Regions from separate parts of the Danio rerio genome. Here region 2 is linked to region 1. The links are chromatin contacts, called in public HiCAR-type maps. All regions are on one chromosome and are shown on one strand. The core of a region is the stretch at or near the end of the contact, and the rest is flanking DNA. Distances in the headings are between cores, read along the strand shown.

The links. HiCAR-type assays count read pairs that join an accessible place to other places.
Region 2: a HiCAR-type map of caudal fin shows a contact between it and region 1, with 12 times the contacts expected there. The contact joins the promoter of zgc:111868 here to the promoter of ppp2r2d in region 1. A contact is called at or near these places in 3 of 18 Hi-C or Micro-C datasets (caudal fin, embryo and hematopoietic stem cells) and 2 of 4 datasets of contacts at active chromatin or transcription factors (caudal fin and embryo).

What each region holds. Positions count from the first base shown.
Region 1 is chr12:43,834,325-43,839,612 of GRCz12tu, forward strand. It overlaps ppp2r2d (protein phosphatase 2, regulatory subunit B, delta), which reads right to left and starts at 1,638. Exons shown (of 10, transcript NM_212880.2): 1 at 1,481-1,638; 2 at 1,186-1,260. The coding sequence starts at 1,487.
Region 2 is chr12:44,445,856-44,451,636 of GRCz12tu, forward strand. zgc:111868 reads right to left here and starts at 3,810. Exons shown (of 3, transcript NM_001423535.1): 1 at 3,709-3,810; 2 at 2,683-2,738; 3 at 1-2,611. The coding sequence starts at 3,743. It overlaps glrx3 (glutaredoxin 3), which reads right to left. Exons shown (of 11, transcript NM_001005950.1): 11 at 5,087-5,513. The coding sequence ends at 5,463.

The sequences.
Region 1 (5,288 bases), core at 388-2,887:
CATTAGTGTTAAAGAGACTCTTAAACTTGATAAATAAATGTTACTAAGTGTGTGCAATGGTACAGGTAGATGAAAATCTGTAAGGTGTAAATAATAATGATACATTAAACCTCAATCTGAGCTTTCAAGTAAAGAAGCAAGCCATCAATATCTAAATACATGCTGAACATTACAAATTGCAAAGTTGAATGACCCACTATGCTTAAACATCTTTCAGATAGGAAGCTGGTGGATGGGATGTACAATAAAAGATGCCAAAAAGCCACTCTGAATATACCAAACAAAATCGAAATATCCAAAACTTTAAAGGATTAAGATGCTGATGACCATCAAACATGTCATGATCGGCTCATAGAAAAGGATCCATTCAGTTTTTATAATATTATCTCTATGAAACAATTAATTGTAATACATTTGATAAATCGTAGCAATTTTTGATCGAGTTATTCTTTTTTTTTCTTCAATAAGCTTTTATTTTGGATTCACACAATCATGCACTTTATTACTTACGCATGCATCTGTGCAATACGAAGGATCATTCGATTTACTTTAATCTATTTAATCTACTACATTTTAGTCATTCAGTAGTTAATGTTCATATAATCAATCATAATTATTTTGACACGCTCTCATTTGAGAGAATTTGACTGGACTACTCCTTTGAGAGCATCATGAGTCATCAGCCCTTTTTATAAATACCTAAAATAAAGATTCACTTTATTTTAAACTGAACTATTATTTGATATAGCACTTTTACGCATCGTATGCGGTGGGGAAAGATCAATAATAGCTCATAAATGTGCAGTTTTATGACAGTGACTTTCCAAATCTACATTACTCCTGACACTGTTTGATTTAGTTATTCAGATTTTAGGTTTTAAGACCACATGCAGTCGATAACATGAAAGCCAAAAACATTTTACAGTACAACGATGCAAGTTTCAAGCTCAAGAAGATCAGTTAAACGTCTTCAACCCATATACTACTTGAATAATAAATAAAAAAACCCCGCAGAAACACTTTCTGATAAAAACAATTGCCATTTTCATGGAAGCTCTCAGCCTCCATCTCTTCACATCATACCCCACAATGCATGCTTTTCCATCCAAAACTCCCATAATGCACTAATCACTCATGCAAACTCACACAGGTACGTTTAAACCCCAAATGTACCCCGTTATTTACCTTCTGCAACATCTTCATCTATGGCTCCTTTGACCTGGGAGAAGCACCACTGGAAATCATTGCCTCCACCAACCCCTGCAAAAACACAACAACACCAGTGCATTTAAATGCATGCTCTTCTCGGCCTGCAACGAGCATTTAAACACCCTGAGGTCGAGCCCTGCCCCGCGCGAGATACAGCAGTGGCTGTGGGTTTGATTTGGTGTCAGTTAAGGGGGCTGGTTTGATGTTTAGGCCGCACTGCTGCCGCTCGCGCCCCCGCCTACCAACACAAACCCCCGCGCGGCGCCTTTACCTGCCATCATCGCCTGTTTCTGTGCCTCGAGCCTTCAGTGCGGCTTATCCTGGAGCTCCGGAGGCCGGACGGTGCGATCGAGTGCGGAATGAGAGCGAGTGGAGGCGCGCGGGATCGGCGCGAGCGGGATCTGCCCGTGATTTGGTTTCGATTCAAGATGGCGCACACTGTCCGTCGACATGACACAGTGACGTCATTTAATCAAGCGCGCCCTGCGCTCGGCGCGTCCTCGCTGCGCTCAGGTTTACGCAGACAGCGTGGGAGTTACGCAAACACCAAACGCCCTTGATTGTCATACAGTGCATCCCTAATATAACACTCTAGAAAATAACTCAAGAGGTCTGTTACCACTACATAGTTTAATACACTATTGTAGCTTAAAAATTCTAATATGCTGATTAGATTAAAACTTTTGAGTAGCCAGAATAACTTTATTAAGTTTTCAAAACAAATAAACATTGATAATTACATCAATTTAAAAATGCGGCTAATTGAAAGATAAATATATCTGTCAGTTACTTTAAAACAATATTTAACTTAAAGCAACCCTACGAAATTGGGTTGATAACTCAATTTTTACACACTAATGGAGTTGTTTTGTATTTTTAAGTCCACACACTGATGTTTTTTGTTATTTTTGTACTGATAATATGGGACAGAACATGTTTTTGTTTTGTAAAAAAAAAAAGGAAAAAAAGGAAACCTGTGGTTTAATACAAATAAAAAAATACCAGTTAACAAAAACATTGCTGTTAAATGTATTTCTTACAAGCATGAACAGTAAATTCGAAAACAAACAAAAAACTCAACAATTTCAGCTACTTAATTTATTTGAGGTTCTAAACTTGAAAACATGCATGTAATTAAGTACATAACACTGGATTTGTTTCCAATTTTAATTTAAAAAAACTTATTTTGAGTACTCAACTTAAAAATCTGAGTTTTTTGCTATGTGAAAATGCCTCTGATTGAGGAGGAAAAGATTTGGCTAACATAATAAAGTTTGTTGTCTGAACCTTATTTTGTTAGATGTTGTTGTAACTTGAATATAGTAATGCAAACTGGTGCGTTAATTAATTTTTTTTGTTTTGTTTTGTCTAAACAATATTTTTAGAGTGTAGTTGAAATTCAATGTTTAAACTTACAAAATTAAAAATTTAGTTTTCTTGTAAAGATGTGTTTTTTGATTTACAACAATAATAAAACTTGGAGCAAAATTTATTTATTAATTTAATAATAATATATGGGAAGTACCATATACACAAACAAAAATGGTCCAATGATAAGTCTAATATTCATTTGTTTAAAATTAATCTTGAGCATTATATTGGAACCCCAAAAGAAAGAAAAAAAAGCTATAAGAATGTATGCAATTTTGGAATCATTTTCTTATACTTTTTTTTTTGCAACGTCTATATCCCTTGTAATTTTATTTTTATTTGTATTAATTTTTTTCTTTTTTCTAATGATTTGTTCCTTTAAAGTGAAATATTTACATATTACATATAAAATGTAAACATTGTATTGCTCATTTTTTGTATGCTATTGTTCTTGTTATGCAATTAAAAAAAAAATCAAATTCAAAAAATAAAATTCAATTTTTTATTCCCAATTATTGGTTTAATAAAATTGACGGTCTCCCATTAATTTTGAAATGTAATTTTGCTCCGAATAAACTCCTCATAAAATTAACTAACTTTTACCAGCAAACATTACTGGCTTGGAAAATATGTTATTCCCATAACTTTTCTACATAAAACATTTTTATGGAACAACACTGATCTTCTAGTTAAGAATAAATCCTCATTTTTTATAATTGGTACGACAGAGATATATTACATTTATTTTCCTTATTTGATGAATTTGGGAACTTGTTATCCTATGAACAATTGATGAAAATTCATCAATTTCCAAGTCCTTTTAAGAAATGTAACATTATTGTAAATGCTTTCCCAAAAAATATATATATCTAACAAAAATTCATATTTCATTTAAAAATAGCCATTGAACCCTCCTTATTATTAGAAGGTATCAGTATTTATGATGAGAAATGCAACAACAAACTTATTCTTCTAATTCTCCAACAAAAAAATCGAATTGCTCCAAGAGGGAAATCATATTTGTCCGTGTAAATACAAGATATTGATTGGAAAAGAATGTGACTTCTCCCATATAAATATGAACTCCTAAACAAAGCAAAGGAAACCCATTTTAAAATTCTACTCAAAATATACCCGGTCAATGCATTTATCTCAAAATTTGCTGATATTGCAACCCATATTTGATTCAGGAAAATTAGGAAAATTTTCTTAAATCCTCTCCTTCATTTGCCCATTTTTAATTGAAATTGATTCCTTGCTTAAAGCTATACGTTTATCGAACAACAAAAAGTTTTGCAATTTAATTGAAACTTCTGAAAATATCATGCTTCCAGTTAGTCTTTAATGCTTTCTGTGTATGTTTACTTCTTTACTTCTGTACTTCTTTATTTTGTTCTCTTTTTTTCTCTTTCTATTATTGTTACTTATTGTTCTTATCACTTTGTAATTGTATGTACTTGTATTCCAGTCTCCTACAGATTACTTCCTGATTTATATTGTACATTTCTTCTTTTCTAAATAAAAGTTACTTAAAAAAATACAGTGCATCACTACTGACAAAGAAATATTTTCCTCTTCCTTTTAAAAAAAAGTTATATCTGAGAGACGCGTTCTGAAGGATAGTTCATGAATGAATCTTTGTGCATTGGGGTTACGATGCAATTCAGATTTCATCATAATCAATAAACCACTATAGTTTATCCAGTTAGCATTTGTGTGAATTCATATATAACATACTTTAAGTATATCACATTAATCGAAGAACATAAATAAAGTATACTGTAGCTAATATCAAAATGAATAATTGATCTGTTAGCAAGACCCATGTGGATTCGGCAGATGTCTGCAAATCAATGTTGAACAGAGACCGAATGAGAGTGTTTTCAACAGAGAGATGCTGAAAACTCAAGTCACTATTATCACGAGCCATTGTCACAACACCAAAACACACCGCTAATGAGAAACTGTAAGCAAGCAGTGATTTAAATACAAATGACTGCTTCTCTATGACCTGATTAATGCATAATTCATGAAATTAATTCACTGATGATTTATTAATTAGCTACTGGCCAGCGGTAATCTGCTTGGTGTAATTCTGAAGATTAGCGTTTGTTTATATTTATACTGAAGCAAGTCACTGCAGGTTAATCGAGTAAATAATTAAGTATTTATCACCATGATTCATTATTAAGAACTGCATTTTACAAGTTTTGAAAAATGCTAAGTTTTAATGTGCAAACATGGCAGTAAATATACAGTTGAAACCAGAAGTTTACATACACTATAAAAAGGCACATAACCTTTTTTTTTTTTTTTTAAAGTCAGATTTTAACGTGACTTAATCTTTTTCTCTTTCGGGTGAGTTAGGATTATCACATTTGCTTCTGTTCTGCTTAATAGCAGAATAAAGAGAGAGATATTTTTGGAGAAATCTTTTTAACTTTTCTTGAAAGTCAAGTTTACCTACAATAAGAGTATTATGCCTCTGAAAAAGCTCAGATGATGGTGTCAAGGTTTTGGAAGTTTCGGATTAGCTAACTGACAACATTTGAGTTGGCATCATTAGGAAAGAACATTATGTAGAAATACGAAAGCAACATCTCAAGACATCGGCCAGGAAATTAAAACTTGGCCACAAATGGGTCTTCCAAACAAACCATGACCCTAAGCATACTGCCAAATTAAATAAAATGTGCTTTAAGGACAAC
Region 2 (5,781 bases), core at 2,560-5,059, 610 kb after region 1:
GCCTGAATGGGCTTTGAGGGTCTAAGCAGCGTACTGGATAAACTTGGGGTCTTATGAGAACTAGAGGTTGTACTCTGGACAAGAGGCAAGCTTAGGGCAGGCAGGACAGGAAACTGACTGGAACCCGAGGAGCTACTCTGGGATACAGCTGTGCTAGGCAAGCCACTATATGCAATGCCTGCCTGTGGTGAGGCAAACTGGCCAGAGAGCCTACCGGCATAGTTGAAGCTTGGAGATGCAGCGTTAACTTGGGATACCACAGTACGAGAAGTCTCATAATCTGGTGACCAGCTAGTGGAGGAAGGTCGCCATTGTGTCGCTGGGCCACTGATAAGGAATTCCTGTTTTGAACCTTGGCTCGGTCTCAGGGGCAATTCCACATCCAGAGCAGTGGGGACATATTGGCTAGAGGTTTCCTGAAGCTTGATAAAGGTGCCATCGGTAGAGGGAGTTTTAAAGCCTTGAGACACTGTGCTGCCCTGTAGCACAGTACTGTGCAAGCTAGTGGAAGGCTGCAGTATGGACAAAGATTCACTTGGGGCAGCCTGACTGTACATGAGAACTTCTTTAACAGCAGTTGGGGTATATACACCAGAGGTACCTTGAGGCTGGGGAGAGGTGCTACCAGAGAACCCACTAGGAAGAGTCAGAGAGCCACTCTGTATGGTGCCTGATGTCTGAAGCCCTTTTGACACGGTGACAAAGGGCTGAGGCCTTGAAGGTTGATTAACATAGAGGGGTGAGACACCCTTAATTGCCTTACTAGACAGAAGCACTTTAGAAGAGGTTAGAGCATTCTGACTTGTACTCTGGGGTAGGGCAACAGAGCTGTAGGCAATTCCTTGTACAGGCGCTGATTGGCTGGAAGCTGCTAGCTGACTGTCAACCCAGCCCTGAGAGCTTGATATATACTGGCTTGAAGATTCCAGACCACTGGTAGACTGGCTCAAGGGTGAAGCAGCAAGCTTGACATAAACAGAGGATCCAGGGGTATACTTATTTGATGTACCTTGAGACTGACTAGTCAAGCCACCAAGTGATGCAAGGGTAGAGAAGCTAGTGGAAGGCTTGGAGCCTTGAGATGTGACACTCTGAGACCCAGTACTGGAAGACTGAAAACCAGATAACAAGCTAGTGGAAGGCTGCAACGGAGACTGAGATTCACTTGGGATGGCCTGACTATACACCAGCACTTCTTCTAGAGCAGTAGGGACATACAGGCCAGGGGTACCTTGAGACTGGGTAGAAATGCTACCAACAACACTGGGTGTTAGGAAGCTACCCTGTGTGGTTCCAGATGTCTGAAGTTCTTTTGACACTGCAGTGACAAAGGGCTGAGGCCTTGAAAGCTGATTTATAGAGAGAGGCGAGAGGCTCTGAACTGCTTTAGACAAAATCAGTTTTGCAGAGGAGGTCTGAGCACTCTGACCTGTGGTACTCTGGGGTTGGGCAACAGAGCTGTAGGCAATTCCTTGTACAGGCACAGATTGACTAGAAGCTGGTAGCAGACGGTCAACCAAGCCCTGGGAGCTTGATGTATACTGGATTGTAGACCCCAGACCACTCGTAGACTGGCTTACACTTAAGGGTGATGCAGCAACATGGACAGATGTACCTTGAGACTGGGAAGAAGTGCTACCAGGGAAACCACTTGGGGTCAGCGAGCTGCTCTGCATGGCACCAGAGGTCAGGAATCCTTGTAATGCCGTTTTGCCACTAGATTGAAGACCTTGAATCTTAGTAGGCTGCCACATAAGAGAAGATTGGCTTAGAGAAAGAGGCAAGCCACTCAGAGTTACTTCACTAGACACAGGCACATTCACAGAGGAAGGTTTAGCATACTGGATAGTGGCACCTTGCGGCTGGACGACTGAGCTATAAGCAATTCCTTGTACAGGAACATACTGATTGGAAATTGCAAGCTTACTGTCAACCCTGCTCTGGGAGCTTAAGGTGTGCTTGCTGCTGGAATCTTGACCACTGGTAAACTGGATTAGACCCATGGGGGAAGCAATGGCAGGCTTGGTATTTGCAGAGGACATCAGGGTGTTCTGACTTGAGGTACTTTGGGAGCTGACATTAGGAGAATCCGGCTTTGGGGAGCTGGATGAAGATCCAGCAGAACTAATTTTACACAAGGTTGACGGAATTTCATGGTCAAGACTGCTCCGGCTAGGAACCCATGAGGGGGAGAAGTCAAACTTCAAGAAAGAGCCTGTATTAGAAGGACTAGAGGAGCCTTGAGACTGAGATGTCAAGCCACCAGAACTTCCACTTCCCATTGAAGCAAGCAGTGAAGCTCCTTGCAGCTTAGATCCATCTGAAGTAGCAAAAGCATACTTCCTATTTGAACCCAATACATAGCTGCCCGAGGTCTGCAGATTTTGTGGTAGGACCAGGGAAGAAACCAAAGCACTTGGTGCACTTTGGGTGAGAGACATAGATTCAGAGTGACTAGATGGGCTGTTTCCAGCAAGCACAGAGACCACTTCTTCAGAAGGAATGCTCGCAGTTACTGGAACCTCCAATACAGAAGACTGGACAACCTGCGGTCCAAAGGATCCTTTGACAAACCAATTCTGTTGAGGCTGAACTTTCTGAGAAGACAAACCTGCATAAAAAAAAACTAAGTAAGAATAGCAGCTTTTTAATTTTTAGACCATCCATTCAGGTGATACTCACTTCTGTTTGCAACAGCATGTTTCCAGCAGATCAAGATGATCAACAGTAAATGGACCCTACAAGAGGCAAAACAATACAAATACAACCATTCAAAAGTTATTATTATTAGAAAATTAAACCATACTAAAATTAAACTCTGAAAACTGAACTACGCAATTTCAGATTTAGTGATTTGACTGTGCGCAAAGGCTTCGCATTATAATATATATATAAAAAAAATAAAAATAAAAAAAAGAGAAGCAATGTATGGAGCTAGATTAGTTTTGCCATCACATGATCGGTGATCTCAGAATCTTCATTCACATAAACCCATGACTGCTTCAAATTTTATTCAAAGGTTCAAACACCTTTTTGGTTAGTAAAGTGTAGCAAGAGATTAGGCATCAATTACTTAGATTTTTACCGTTTCAAAGCACTGCACTGGTCCCAAACACCAATAATTAAACCAATACAAATCGTAACTTAAAGTAGAAAGGTTTTGAACCAATCAATGTATTAGCATATTTTACCACTCTTTAAAGAGAACCACTGCATTTCGTAGTATGGGGTTTAATAGACGCCTGCTGGTGAGTGCAGCCCGAAAGCATCACTCATGGCCTCCTGGAGCATTCACCTCCGATACAGGAACTGCTAGTTCAATCTTCACTTGCAATGAGTGGGTGGGAGCAGGACTAGTTATATGCGATAAAACGTAAATACCCTGGATTTTACTAATGTCGTCAATGGTGAAAGGTAACAAACCTGATGTGTAAAAACTAGTCTAAGTAATTTGTTTACATTAGTGTTGTATTACTACAGTAATGAGTTGGTCAATTGTGAACATTTGACATTGCAACAATGCTATCCCACACTTTAGAAGAGTTTGTCGCAGAGCTCGGATTTAGAAAGCTTCAAGAAACAAACCCTTTTCTGGCACACTTAGCACTTAACTGGTTTCAAATGCTTCATTTCACCATCACTAAGAATTTCTGCGATACTCCTCTGACAATCAACATTGTAAAAGAACAAAAGATAAATTGAACTCACCTAATTTGCCCGGGGTCCATAGTCAAAAAATACATCAACAAGACTGCTTAATCAACAGGAAATCCAGAACCATCAAGTCAAAATCAGCTACAAATCTATGTATACACCAACAAAGTAGCATTTGTCTTTTAAAGGCCTGTCTGACCAATGAACTCACATATCCAATTACATAAAATGCTGTTCACCTGTTGGAAACTTGATGATTGAACTTGCCAAGACAATTAAACACAATCACCTGTCACCAATAACCGCTACACATTACATCATGCCTCCAACAGGAAGCATGTCAATGTGATTACTAGTACAATTAGAAAATCACAAACTACTGTCGCATGTGTGAATTAAAAATCTAATTTCTGTATTCATACATGTAAATGATACTTGTTATAATTCAGGTTTAGACAAAGGAAATATATATTTACTGCAAAAATGATACACAAGCAGATCTTTTAAACGTTCATTCTGGATACAGTACACTCTTTTCTTTTTAACTTACAAGTGCAATTATGTAGATATTCATTTCACATGCATATCTGTAATTTATTCTCCATTCAAGTGCTGCCTGGTGAACAGTTTGTGTACCTGTGGTGATTATGCATGACTATAAACAGCCGTTACCATATGTTAGTTCATGCATCAATGAATATTTAAGTGCGTCATTGTCGGGAGATGTGTTGAAATGTTTAAAAGGTTTCCTCAGCACAACCATCAGGTTATCATGGGAGAACTGCAATTACATAGAACCACAGGTGTGTGTGTGAGACAGACATTACGGCCATTCAACAGACTCGGCACAAAGCCAGATGAGGTGTGGGTTGACTCTCCCCCGACCAACGGCTGATTAATATTTATGGATCTTTAATCACAATAAGGAAGTTCATCCTGTCCCCAAGAGCTTGGCAGAGTCACTCTGTCTGAAAAGCTGAGGGATCACATTAATTAAAGCAAGTGGACCTGATTGTGAAAGGTACATCCATCATTCCTGTGCTCATTAAAGAGGTCACATAACCAAGATAAAAAATTCAAATAAAGGTGGTAGGAATTGTCCTAATCTAACAACCTGCAATTAAAAGCAGTAGAGTGAGCTCAATAATGAGGGCACATGTTCACGTTTTGCATACCGAATCATAGGCTCTTAATGAAAAAGACATTAAAGAAAAAATATTTACATCAAGGCTTAATTTACACATGATATTAATAGGATGTTCCATCAGAATTGGTTGCCACACAAACCACATTTAGACGTAATCAAAAAAAAACAACTATAGCATAAATGAAAATGCATTATAGAAGCAGTGAAGGACTGCCTACTCAACGCAATCACTGCATCAAAATGAGCTGCAATTTTCTAAAATGCCCATACACATACATGCAAGACTTGGATTTTGCCCAGTGCCATTTTTATTGAAATTGCATGCAATGGAAAGGGACATTCTCATTCTAAAAGCATTTGATTGGGCAGCAATTTCATATTTCAGACGCATGTGCATTTAATTCCGTCTCAGCTGAACACTCAGACCACAAGAGAAAGATGTAAATGTCAGATGTGAACATGGTCTAAAATAGGTTTAGAAAGGAATCCATTTTATTCAATGCTTGAATTAACAGCAAAAGTTGAACATTGTTTATGAAAAGTTGTGATTTCAAAATAAAATGCTAAGTTGGATGGAATAAGTCTAACGCGAGTCCTCCAGTCCTGAGGTTAGATGTGCAGGTTACACAGCAATCCACTTGTTGTTCAGTGCTGGAATAGTTCAGTTTTCCCCTTTCAACACAGACACCAGCTCACCGCCTTCTAATAGCTCCTGTTTAAATACAAAAACACATTTCCAATCAGTAAAAAATATCTTTACCTGGAGGAATGATCCATCAATAATAAAAAAGAACAAATATTTAAGTGCAAAGAGTGGGGTATATGCACAGCCAGTGTTTCTTCCCATACTGATAATCTTCCAGTGAACAATTAATGTGACTTTTTTAAATTTTATATGGTCCCTTTTACAGCATCGATGCTGTGATGTTACTAAAATGCAATCAGTTAAAAAGACTTCAGCATTCATTTAGTCGGTCAAG